2 separate regions of the Oryctolagus cuniculus genome follow, and region 1 is linked to region 2. A link is a contact called in public Hi-C data. All regions are on one chromosome and are shown on one strand. Each heading gives the region's core, a stretch centred on a gene start, on an enhancer-like site or on the middle of the called end of the contact. The rest is flanking DNA. Distances are from core to core; before and after follow the strand shown. Region 1 holds the start of IFT57 (intraflagellar transport 57). Region 2 has its middle 320 kb from the start of IFT57.

Region 1 (4,945 bases), core at 112-2,611, 320 kb before region 2:
CAGAGGTATCACAATAATCCCAACCCACACATGTGGTGTATGAAGGAGAATCACTGCTTTCTGAAGGCTAGGAAAAGGAACAATTAAGCGGAGAGCAGAATCAAACCCAATTTTCCCATTCATCTTTATTAAAAGCATCTGGCTAATGACTTCTAGCAGGCAAACAATGTCATTTATTTAAAAAGTAATTCGTGGGCTATCCCTTTAGGTTATTTGCTACATCAATCAGTAACTTTATGTGTTTTCTTTGATGAACAGAAAACGGTCTTTGGCTTTCTGTCTTTTCACTTTGATACCTTTGTTAGTATCAGAAATGAGTTAGCTGTAGACCGGTCCAAATGAAAAATGCACCGTTCTCATTTTTCTAGACAAACCACAAAGATATTACAGGTATACTTCAAGTTTGTTATTCCAAAAAAAATTCTTCTACATCTATATTATTTAGTGGCAGGTATAAGAGATCAGAGACCCCTTATAAACAAGCACATGTTCAAACTCTTGCCTTAGGTTCTCTTCTGCCAGGAAACCAGCCAGACATCCTCCACTTACCTCACTCCTTATGTAGCTGTTAGGAAACTTGCTTGACACACAAGCCTTCTGAGAACTGCAAAGCTGGGCCGCAACTCTGGGCAGTTATGTTCCCTTTCTTGCCTTTTCTAGGTCAACAGCTGCAGACTGTAGCAGTAACACCCAATCTTTAGCCACACAGAGCTACAGCGCAGGGAAAGTCCTCCCAAGACCATCTTTATTTTGTTGGATTTAACAAGGTACCCGACAAGTTTCACATGGAATGGGCCTGAGACGAATTAAGCCGCAGGATGTGAGTTTAGTATTCCTGTTTGGAGGCAGGAATCCTCCTCAGTGCCTCATTTGTGGTCATCCTGCTTTCCTCCCCACCACTTTCCTAGCCCTGGAGTCATGGCGGGGCCTTCTAATAAACCAGTAAATACAGCGTTGCCTGAGGAGAACGGTTTTTAAAAGGAAAGCTTCGCGCTGAGAAGTTCCCAAGGCAAAGTGAACCCTGTAATATCACCTATCTTTACAACTAGGAAAATTGTCAATTTTGAGAAGATTTCAAGAAGTGTCAGTGTGCTCGCCGCAGTCAACACTGAGCGTCTTCCTCCTCTCTAATTTACCACCAGCTCCTCCAGTAACCACCGGATCCACGAAGCCGCTTGCCTGCTAACAGCAGACAAGCAAAGCAGCGCGGGCAGAGCCGGGCCTCCAGCCTGCAGCCTCTTCCGCCACGCCCCCAAGAGGGGCGGGGCGGCTTCCCAGCTCCTAGCCCGCAGAGGCGGGAAAGGGGGCGGGTCACAGTGACGTTTCCCAGGAAGTCTACCCTGGTTGGAGAGAATGTAGAAAAGACATGGCGGCGGAAAGGAGGCGGGGTCTAGTTTCCTTGGTGATGGGTTGCCCGGCGGTCGCCTGGTAACGGATCGCGACCGTCCTGGCTAAGGCGGCGCAGGCGGCGCAGGCGGCGCAGGCCGCGGAGGTCTGCGAGGCAGAGCCCAAGGCGGGCTCCTACGGTTTCTTCCGCGATGGCTGCTGCCGCGGCAGTGGTTACGCCGTCGGGTTTAGAGGATGGGGGGTCTCGGTCTCGCGGCGAAGGAGCCGGGGAGGTGGTCGTGGAGCGGGGCCCCGGCGCCGCCTACCACATGTTCCTGGTGATGGAGGACTTGGTGGAGAAGCTGAAGCTGCTCCGCTACGAGGAGGAGTTCCTCCGGAAGAACAACCTGAAGCCCCCGTCCAGGTGGGTGTTCTGGTGCCGGCTGGGCCCTGGGGGCCTGTGTTGGGTCCTGCGCCGAGCGAAGGTTAGCGAGCCCTTGCTCCCATCTTCGCAGCCGGGAAAGGGCTGTGCACCCGAAATTGGGCGACCGAGGGCCGTGGAGCTCACGGAGCTGAGACGAGGTATATTTGTAGAGAGAGTAAACAAGTTCTGGAGCAGCAGAAGGGGCTGGAAGACAACATGCGCGTCCTTTAAAATTCGCATCTCCGCAAAACACAAACTTTGCCTTTTCTGGTTATAAAGGAGAGGTAAACACTCTTTGTTGAAAAGTCAAAAGTAGAAAAATACTAAATCACCCGCCATCTCATCTGCAGAGAGAACCGCTGCCATCATCTAGTGCTGTTCCTAGTTTGTTTTCTTTGGGAAACCCTTCCCTACAACTGGCCGCCTCGCTGAGTAGCACTTTGCATGCAGTTCATAAACTTGTGGGCTCGACTGCGATGGCTTGGATAGCAACAGCAGGCTGTTCAGAAACTGAGTCGTGGCAGACAAATGAATCAACAGCTGTCGGAATTGCCCTCTTAGCACAGAACCCCAAACACCTCTGCACTTGTTCTGGTGGGGAAAAGTCCGTGGTCACCTGATGGCAGGACCATCAGTGGCGAGGGTAACGGACAGCTAGCACTTTCTCGTCTAATCGCTGCAGCTTAGTGACAGCCAGATAGATTTCAGAGCTTTTTCTCTTACCGCTTAGATTTTTCTGCTTTATTCTCTAAGAGGCGAGTAGGATGAAGAAGCTTTGGTATTTCACTTAACGTCAGCCGTTTACCCCAGATAATATCCCTTGACAATTTTAATCTCATTCCTCTGCTGTGTTCTAGTAACTGGAATTGCAAGATATGTAGGCTTTATTATATGTTATCCATTTTGCTAAGTTATTGTATACTAGGAGAAAAGTTAGAGAAAAAGTGTTGCTCGATCTGTGATGGATGGGCTTGGGGTTGTAAATGAATGGATCAGGATAATTCAGACAGCTAAGATTCTGTAGTAATAAAAATGCATTTTTTTTCCATATGTCTTTGTCAACTGAAGGAAACTGGCTTTGAAGTTCTATTAACATTATCTCTGTGCTGTTTCCTTGGAGATTCAGCAGGATACTTGGAATCAAGGATTGTTGTGGAAATGCCCTAGTCTCATGTTTGTCAAAGTGTGATCAGCAGCATCAGCATTGCCTAGGAACTTACTGGAAATGAATTTCCTCAGGTCCTTTCCTAGGTCTACCTTTTCAGAAACTCTAGGTGTGGTTTCTAGCAGCATGTGTTTTAAACAGCCTTGCAGGTGATTCTGGGGCACGGTAATTTTTGAGAACCCCTGACCAATAGCCTACAGGATTTATCAGTATCCATTCCTCTGTCTTTGAGGAATTATCAGTCAATAAGAAAAAGACAAGTTGTTGGTGCGTGGGTGGTTTGAGAGGTTTTGAGCGCATACCTGGAAGGATTTCAAGGCCTTTTTAAATTCTCCCTTTTCTTTTAGCTTATTTGGAGAACATGAAGAGGTAGAACACTGGTGCTTATTGCAGTGGTTTTGTTAGTTATAAATACACTATAAACGTGGTAGTGTTAGCTACACATAAAAAAGCAAATAAAAACTCTGGGATCAAATTGGCTTGCATGTTGCTGCTAGCACATTTTAGTCCTATCTTTAGGTGTAAATTACACTCATCTTCAGAGGACTGTTTTTTGTAGACTAAGGGATTTAATAAAAGTTAGACTGCGGTTGTGACACTGAGACATTCTTAATCCTGGCTGTACCTTAGAAACATCCAAAAGCTTTTGAAATGTACCCATCCTATGTCTTCATTCCCAGAAGTTCAGATTTCATCTACTGAGGAGCAAAGGAGTAATGTTTAGCTGAGTAGCAATAGTTTTAAGAGTTCCTCAGGTGATCCGAATTCGCGTACAAGATGGAAACAGCCGTTTAACATTGCTGATGGCTTAGAAACCCTAAAAATGTAGAGTGAATAATTCTTAAAGATTTTTGTTAAACCCTGAAGGTATTTTATTTCAAATTACCATTTTCAGAAGGCACTAATTATTCTTGACATATGTTTTGGCAAAAGTTCCACGTGTTTTGTTTTCTAGCATGCACTGTATTTCCTGGGTGTGAGGTCTTTGATCTCATATTTTGTGTACAGTTACAGTTGCCCTAATCCTGCTGATTAAAAACTAACATGAGTGCTGCGAGTTACTGGAAAAGTCAAAGAGTGAATTATTAGTGTCTGGAGTTGAAGACCATTATTGGGGGTCAGGACAAGGAGGAGAAGCTTTTTTTGGGCAATTTTGAACTTGGCTCCACAAGTTATTATAGACTTATTTACATTATTTCACATTCTTCCATGCCTCCTTGTTTTGAAACAGACATTATTTTGCACTGCCTACAAACCCTGGTGAACAGTTCTATATGTTTTGCACTCTTGCTGCTTGGTTGCTTAACAAAGCAGGACATCCCTTTGAGCAGCCTCAAGAATATGATGACCCTAACGCAACAATATCTAACATATTAGCTGAACTTCGGTCATTGGTAAGTGTAAACTACTCTTCTTTCTGCATGTTCTTCATCAAACATTTTAATATCAGTAATTCAGGAATAAATGCTAGCCTTTTAGATGACTACTTTATGAACATGTACCTATGAATTTATTTTCATACAAAACTTTATCACTGCCCCTTCTGAAAGTGTCCAGTGTATACTCATTATAGTCCAAAGTAATAGTATTTTTCTTAATCCTGATACTGTGTCTCACAGGTAAATTTATTATGAGCCTTCATTCTCCCTCTAAAACTTTGATCTGAAAATGATAAAATTGAAACACTTTATATTTTGAAAGGGAACTTTGAATAGAGCATAACAGTTGTGCTTTTCTCTTCTGACTTTCCCTAGGGACAGGCAGTAAGACATTTCTGGCACACGTTATTAATTTTTGAAGGTGAATCACTTGTCCTGCATGTAGTTGTTTCTGAACTTTGACTGAATTTTTTACCCCAACAATATCAATGATTTCTTCTGCCACTATGAAGTTATTGCTTCTTAATTTGGTACTTTAACCAATAAAATGTTTTTTGTCTTTAGTTTTTTAACACAAAACTGGATTAAAAAGATGAGGTGGGTTTCTAAGGAACTGTAATTAAAGTTATTTTAAACTATTATTTTAAATAA
Region 2 (5,059 bases), core at 2,334-4,833:
CTCTAATATTGTGGTTAATGACTTCAGTGGTAGAGAACATCAACTTTTAATTCCAGTTCTGTCAGTTATTAGCCATGTGACCTTGAGTGAAGTGATTAAACTCCCTACAACCTAGGTTTTCTCACCTGTAAAAGAGCTACCTCTCAGAATTGTCAAATGAAATCATCTTTTAAGCCACTAACCACATTGACCCGGGATATGCTGAGAACTCTTTACACAGTAGCCAGAGTGATGGTTAAAATATAAGTCATATCATGCCATTCGTTTGCTCAAAAGCTTCTGAAGCCTTCCATTCCACTAAGACGAAAAGCCAGAGTCTTTACCCTAACCTATGTAATCCCTCAAGATCTACCACCACTTTGAACTCTGGATACCTCTTTGAAGTCATCTACCATACACGCCCTATCTTTTCCTGTATCCATATCAGTAGTGAGACCACAAGTATTTTTGCTTGCCTCTGTATTCATACAGCTCCTGACACACAAAACAAAGAATGAATGAATAAATGATCCAAATGGGCTCTCACTTTGTTTTGCTTATAGTAAAAGTAATTTTGCATACTACTTGTCCCCTCTGGCTATGTGCTGTTTAGTGTTTGTTTATGACTGATAAGCTTTGGTATTGTATGTGTCATTTCTTCATTGACAGCATACTCTATGACCTAAACTAAGCTCTAGGCTGATTGGTATTCATAAGTGTTTCCATTGGTTTGTGTTCAGAGTAAAGATTAAAAGAGCAATAGGTTGCTGGCTAGCAAAAATCCATTTAATATTGCTCATGTCTGTGTGAGTATCCAATTAATATTGTGCATTAAAATTTCACAATAAGGAGGATCCCAGACATCAGTCTAGCACGAAAAAAGAAGTGAAGACACACACATTCTTCTTTATAAAGATAGAGAAGACTATGGCAACTGTAAGGTGGCCAAGAAGAAGGAATGATCATTTATTGGGAGTTTGTCATATGCCAGACTTGCATTTATGATCTCATTTGAACCAAACCACAAATGAGGTTGAGGAGGGAAGATAATAGTGGGAATGGACATGTGTGCTTTCATGTATACACATTTGTGGGTGTTTGAAATTATCAGGCCTTAGCCCTAGGAGTCTCTGCTTTATATTAGCTGTGCAAGCTTGAGCAGACCAATTAATGCCCTTGAGCTTCTGTTCCTAATATCAGCTGGTATGAGGGTCAAGTAAAATAATGAATATGAACATTCTTTAAAAAATACTAAGAACAAACATGTGAGTGTGTGTGTATGTGTGTGTGTATTTGTGATGTTACAAGGACCAAACCAATAACCCAACCCTTTGGATGTCATACCCTTTGCATTCCCCTGGGTGAAAAGTTGGTATCATCTAGTTAACTCATTCATTTACTGCAGTTCAGTCCAACAAATATGTTAAACACCTGTAATATGCCAGACTCCATAAGGCCACAGGGAATAAAATGATGAACTAAATATGATCCTGCCTCATAGAGTTGACACTTCAGAGAAAGAAGCATATGGGCATAAAAATAACTGCAAAATTCAAGGCAGACATGCAGAATGCTATTGCTGACATTTTAAAAACAGGATACAAGGAAATCACACTCAACAATTTTATTCAATAAATATTTATCAAAAACCATCTATGGGCCAGGCAGTATTCTGGAACCCGAAGACAGAGAAGGAACTTGTTTTCATGAGATTTACATTTGTGCAGGGAGATAACATGTTCATCAACCAGTGGATAAATAAAACAATCTCAGTTAACTGCTGCGTTGAAATAAATACTGTGCAAACAAATTCTAGAGTAGCAGAAGGTGGTCAGCGAAGGTATCTGGTATCTGAGCTGACACCCAAACCGTGGGAATGAAGCAGACCTGGGATCTCCTGGAAAAGAAGATCTGCACAGAGTGACATCAAATGCTAGGGTTAGAAGAAGGGAAGGAGCTGGTGGGTTTAACGATCAGAAAACAGAGGATATGTGGGAGCTATGACAGAAAGTGAGACGATCCATGATGAGGAGAGAAGAGCGAAGGTAAGGAGAGAGAAGCAAAGGTATGGCGAAGAATCTGGGGTCGAGTTACAGTGCCCTGGGAAGCCAAACAAAGCTTTTAAAACACAGAAGAGAGGCAGGCATTGTGGTGCAATGAGTTAATTGGCCACACGGGATGCCCACATCTCATATCCGAGTGCCGGGGTGAGTCCCAGCTCCTCTGCTTCTGTTGCAGCTCCCTGCTAACACAGGTGCCTGGGAGGCAGTGGGTAATGGTTCAAGTACTGAGGTCCCTGCCACCCACAAGGAAAACCCAGATGGAGTTCCTGCCTCCTGGCTTCTGCCAGGCCCAGCCCATGGCATGACACACTCTCTCTCTCTCTCACACACACACAACCTTTCAAATAAATAAACCTTTTTTAAAAGCAAAAACGAAAATCAAAAGAGAAGGACTGGGATCTCATTTACATTTCGAAAGAGCAACCTGGTTGCTGTGAGTAAAGTAAGGCCTGTGGTCAGGAGCAGAGAAAGTGGGTTCAGGAAACAGAGAGAAGCGGTTATTTCTGGAATCCAGGTGGATAGTGAATGATGACCCCTAGTTAAGCCGGTAGCAAGGCAGCCTGTGAGAAAGGGGCAGGCACAGGCTACATTTTGGAAGTAAGCCAACAAGAATTGGAAGAGGAAAAAAAAGGTTGCTTCTCAATAAAGAATGCTCTGTTTCTATCTTTAGCTCAAAAGCCTTTTATGTCGAAGGAAAAAGCAGCTAATAAATTGATTCTATAAATACAGCTAATGTACATTTAAGCTGATGTTAAAATTCTTGGAGTCTTTACAGATTTTCTATCATAAAAATAGCATGTGCTTATAGAACGTTGTAAAATACAGAGAAGCAAGTTTTAAGAAAAACAAATATATAACAAAATATCTCTTATATATATACGCATCTTATCTAAAACAATAATGTTGGGTCTTGTGTTTGGAGGCGGTCGTGCGCTGTCAGGTTTCGCCGCTCACTCTGTAGCATCTTTCCAAACTCGAAACAATTTACAGCGTTAACGCACATTGGGTGTGCACATTTCTTCGTCTATCAGAGACGTCTGCTACGTGGTGGGCCTGGCTATGCTCAGCTATCGCAGCGAGTCTGGGGCTGACGGAAGCCCCTCCACTTCGCCAAGACCTTAACCACTATGCAGAGTTGCAGAGTTCCAGCAGGAAATCCACTGCTATCCTGCTTTGTGGGGGGGGGGGGGGGGGGGGCGGGCTGCAGCCGCAGTCGTCTGAGCAAGGGCTGAGCAATGCAGGGCACCTTGGGGAAGCGAGTTGCAACCCTTTGCCAACAGGCCGCCAAGTTCACAACAAGGCCCCGTGCACCCTGCGGGGGAGCCCTTGGCCTCTCTGCTTAAGGGGCCTAGGATTCCGGCCAGGCAAGAAATGGGCGGAAGTGAGTCGGCAGGGGCCAGGCCGGGGAACAGAGTCCTGCTGAGAGCAGAGGGGCCGCGGATCAGCGGTGCGGACTGTCCAGCTGCAGGCCCGGCGCGGGTGCGCGGGTGGCAGCGATCGGAGCGGGCGAGGCGGCAGCGCGGCACGCAGGGCGCCGCCAGCAGCCTCTCCCCTGCCGCGCGCAGTAATGGATCTCCACGTCCTACTGGAGGAAGATAATGCTGGGTTTAGCTTATAAATAGACGGTTGTATGCTCTCCCTGCGAAGCATTGATTGAGACAGCAGCGCTGACTATTGATCTAATTTTAGCTTGCATTTTCGCTTCGCCCTCCCTGGTTAGCGGCGGCGGCCGAGCGGGACGCGCAGTTCCGTGTGACCGCCAGGGGGCGGAGCGCGCGTCTGGCAGCCGCCCGACCCGTCTGGCCCCTGTGTTTACGCAGACATACAATGCTGGCCTTTATTGGGTTTGAAAAATACAAGTTTGATTTTCCTGCGCCGAGATGACCTCATCACTCATGAAAGTCAGAGGAGAGCGAGGAATTGGATGACAGGCAACCGGGAAAATAAAGCTTGCATTTCACCTCCTCCCCCTCGGCCACCTACACAGAACACTGGGGATGTGCGTCTCCTTTGAAAAACCTCCTGGCTGGCTCCGGGAAGTGGGGGAGGGCGGTGGGAGTGAAATGTTAAATTCTTCCCGGTGCTCTGGGGCTGGGTGTGCTGCAGACTGGGTTTCGAAGGTAAATGATCACCTACTGTCTGCCTAGGGGAGCTCTCCACTGAGCTCCCACCAAGTGCAGCAGCACACCAAGAGTCTCTAGGAACGAGTGGCTTGGCATTAAAATATTATTAGCTATTCCCACACATAATTCATGCCGTCAAGGTTTAATGGCCATTAGCCTGCTAGCTTGCAAATTTCAGATCTGCTTATATCTTCAAAGGAATAGGATTGGCAGTTAAAGTCTGTCATATTTTTGCTTGCCACCATTTGGCATCGCAAAGGTATGGGGTAGGGTGCGTGTGAAGGGAAGAGAAACGAAAGACTAAGATGCCTCCCTGGCTGTAGGACTCAGCCTGTGGACTTGCCTTCCAAGGTTGAGTGCTTTAGCAGGCGTTAATGGGAACCAAAGCCGGGCATGTGTCAGCCATTGCACATCAATACCACGACTCAGATTCTATGGTTAGCCCCATTTCAGAGCTGAAGAAGAAGCTGAGGCTAAGTTGCTTTCCCGATGTGGAATACCTTGAAAGGGCTGAAATTCAAGCCTTGGTAATAAATGGCCCAGAGCCCTGGTATCTAGCTTGCCGGGGCAAGTGTGTTTGAGACGTTCCTACCCGTGGCAAAGTCCTAAACTCTCTGGAACCCTAAGCGGAGGGGGGTGCCTGTGAAGACAAGATGGCTGTTGTCAAATAAGGCCTTCCCAGGGCAAAACCTGCAAGCTCTTTGCAGGGAAACCTAGCAAGGAAATTACCATCTGCAACATCACGTTTGATGCTAGCTGATAGGATGAGAATACACAGAAGAATGGAACTTTCACTAAAGGGCCCTCACTTGTCCCCTCATTCAACAAATATTTGCGTCTTTGTTGGACTGGCCATGAAAGTGAGCACTGGAATTCCACAATGAGGAAGACATA

Evidence for each region. Hi-C and Micro-C count contacts between places; a contact is called where the count stands out from the background.
Region 1: a Hi-C map of psoas muscle shows a contact between it and region 2, with 2.3 times the contacts expected there. The contact joins the promoter of IFT57 here to the enhancer-like site in region 2. A contact is called at or near these places in 3 of 6 Hi-C or Micro-C datasets (ear pinna, psoas muscle and skin fibroblasts).

The regions. Positions count from the first base shown.
Region 1 is chr4:63,461,728-63,466,672 of mOryCun1.1, reverse strand. It overlaps IFT57 (intraflagellar transport 57), which reads left to right and starts at 1,361. Exons shown (of 11, transcript XM_002716719.5): 1 at 1,361-1,750; 2 at 4,147-4,309. The coding sequence starts at 1,539. It overlaps LOC103350624 (HHLA2 member of B7 family), which reads right to left and starts at 1,263. Exons shown (of 3, transcript XR_011387860.1): 1 at 550-1,263.
Region 2 is chr4:63,141,590-63,146,648 of mOryCun1.1, reverse strand. No RefSeq gene overlaps it. Among named protein-coding and RNA genes, the nearest start is that of IFT57, 320 kb to the left of the region's middle. Within about 2 kb of position 3,583, at least 4 of the 8 cell types and tissues checked have an H3K27ac peak or open chromatin away from gene starts, as enhancers often do. A contact at or near this core is called in ear pinna, where this site is marked.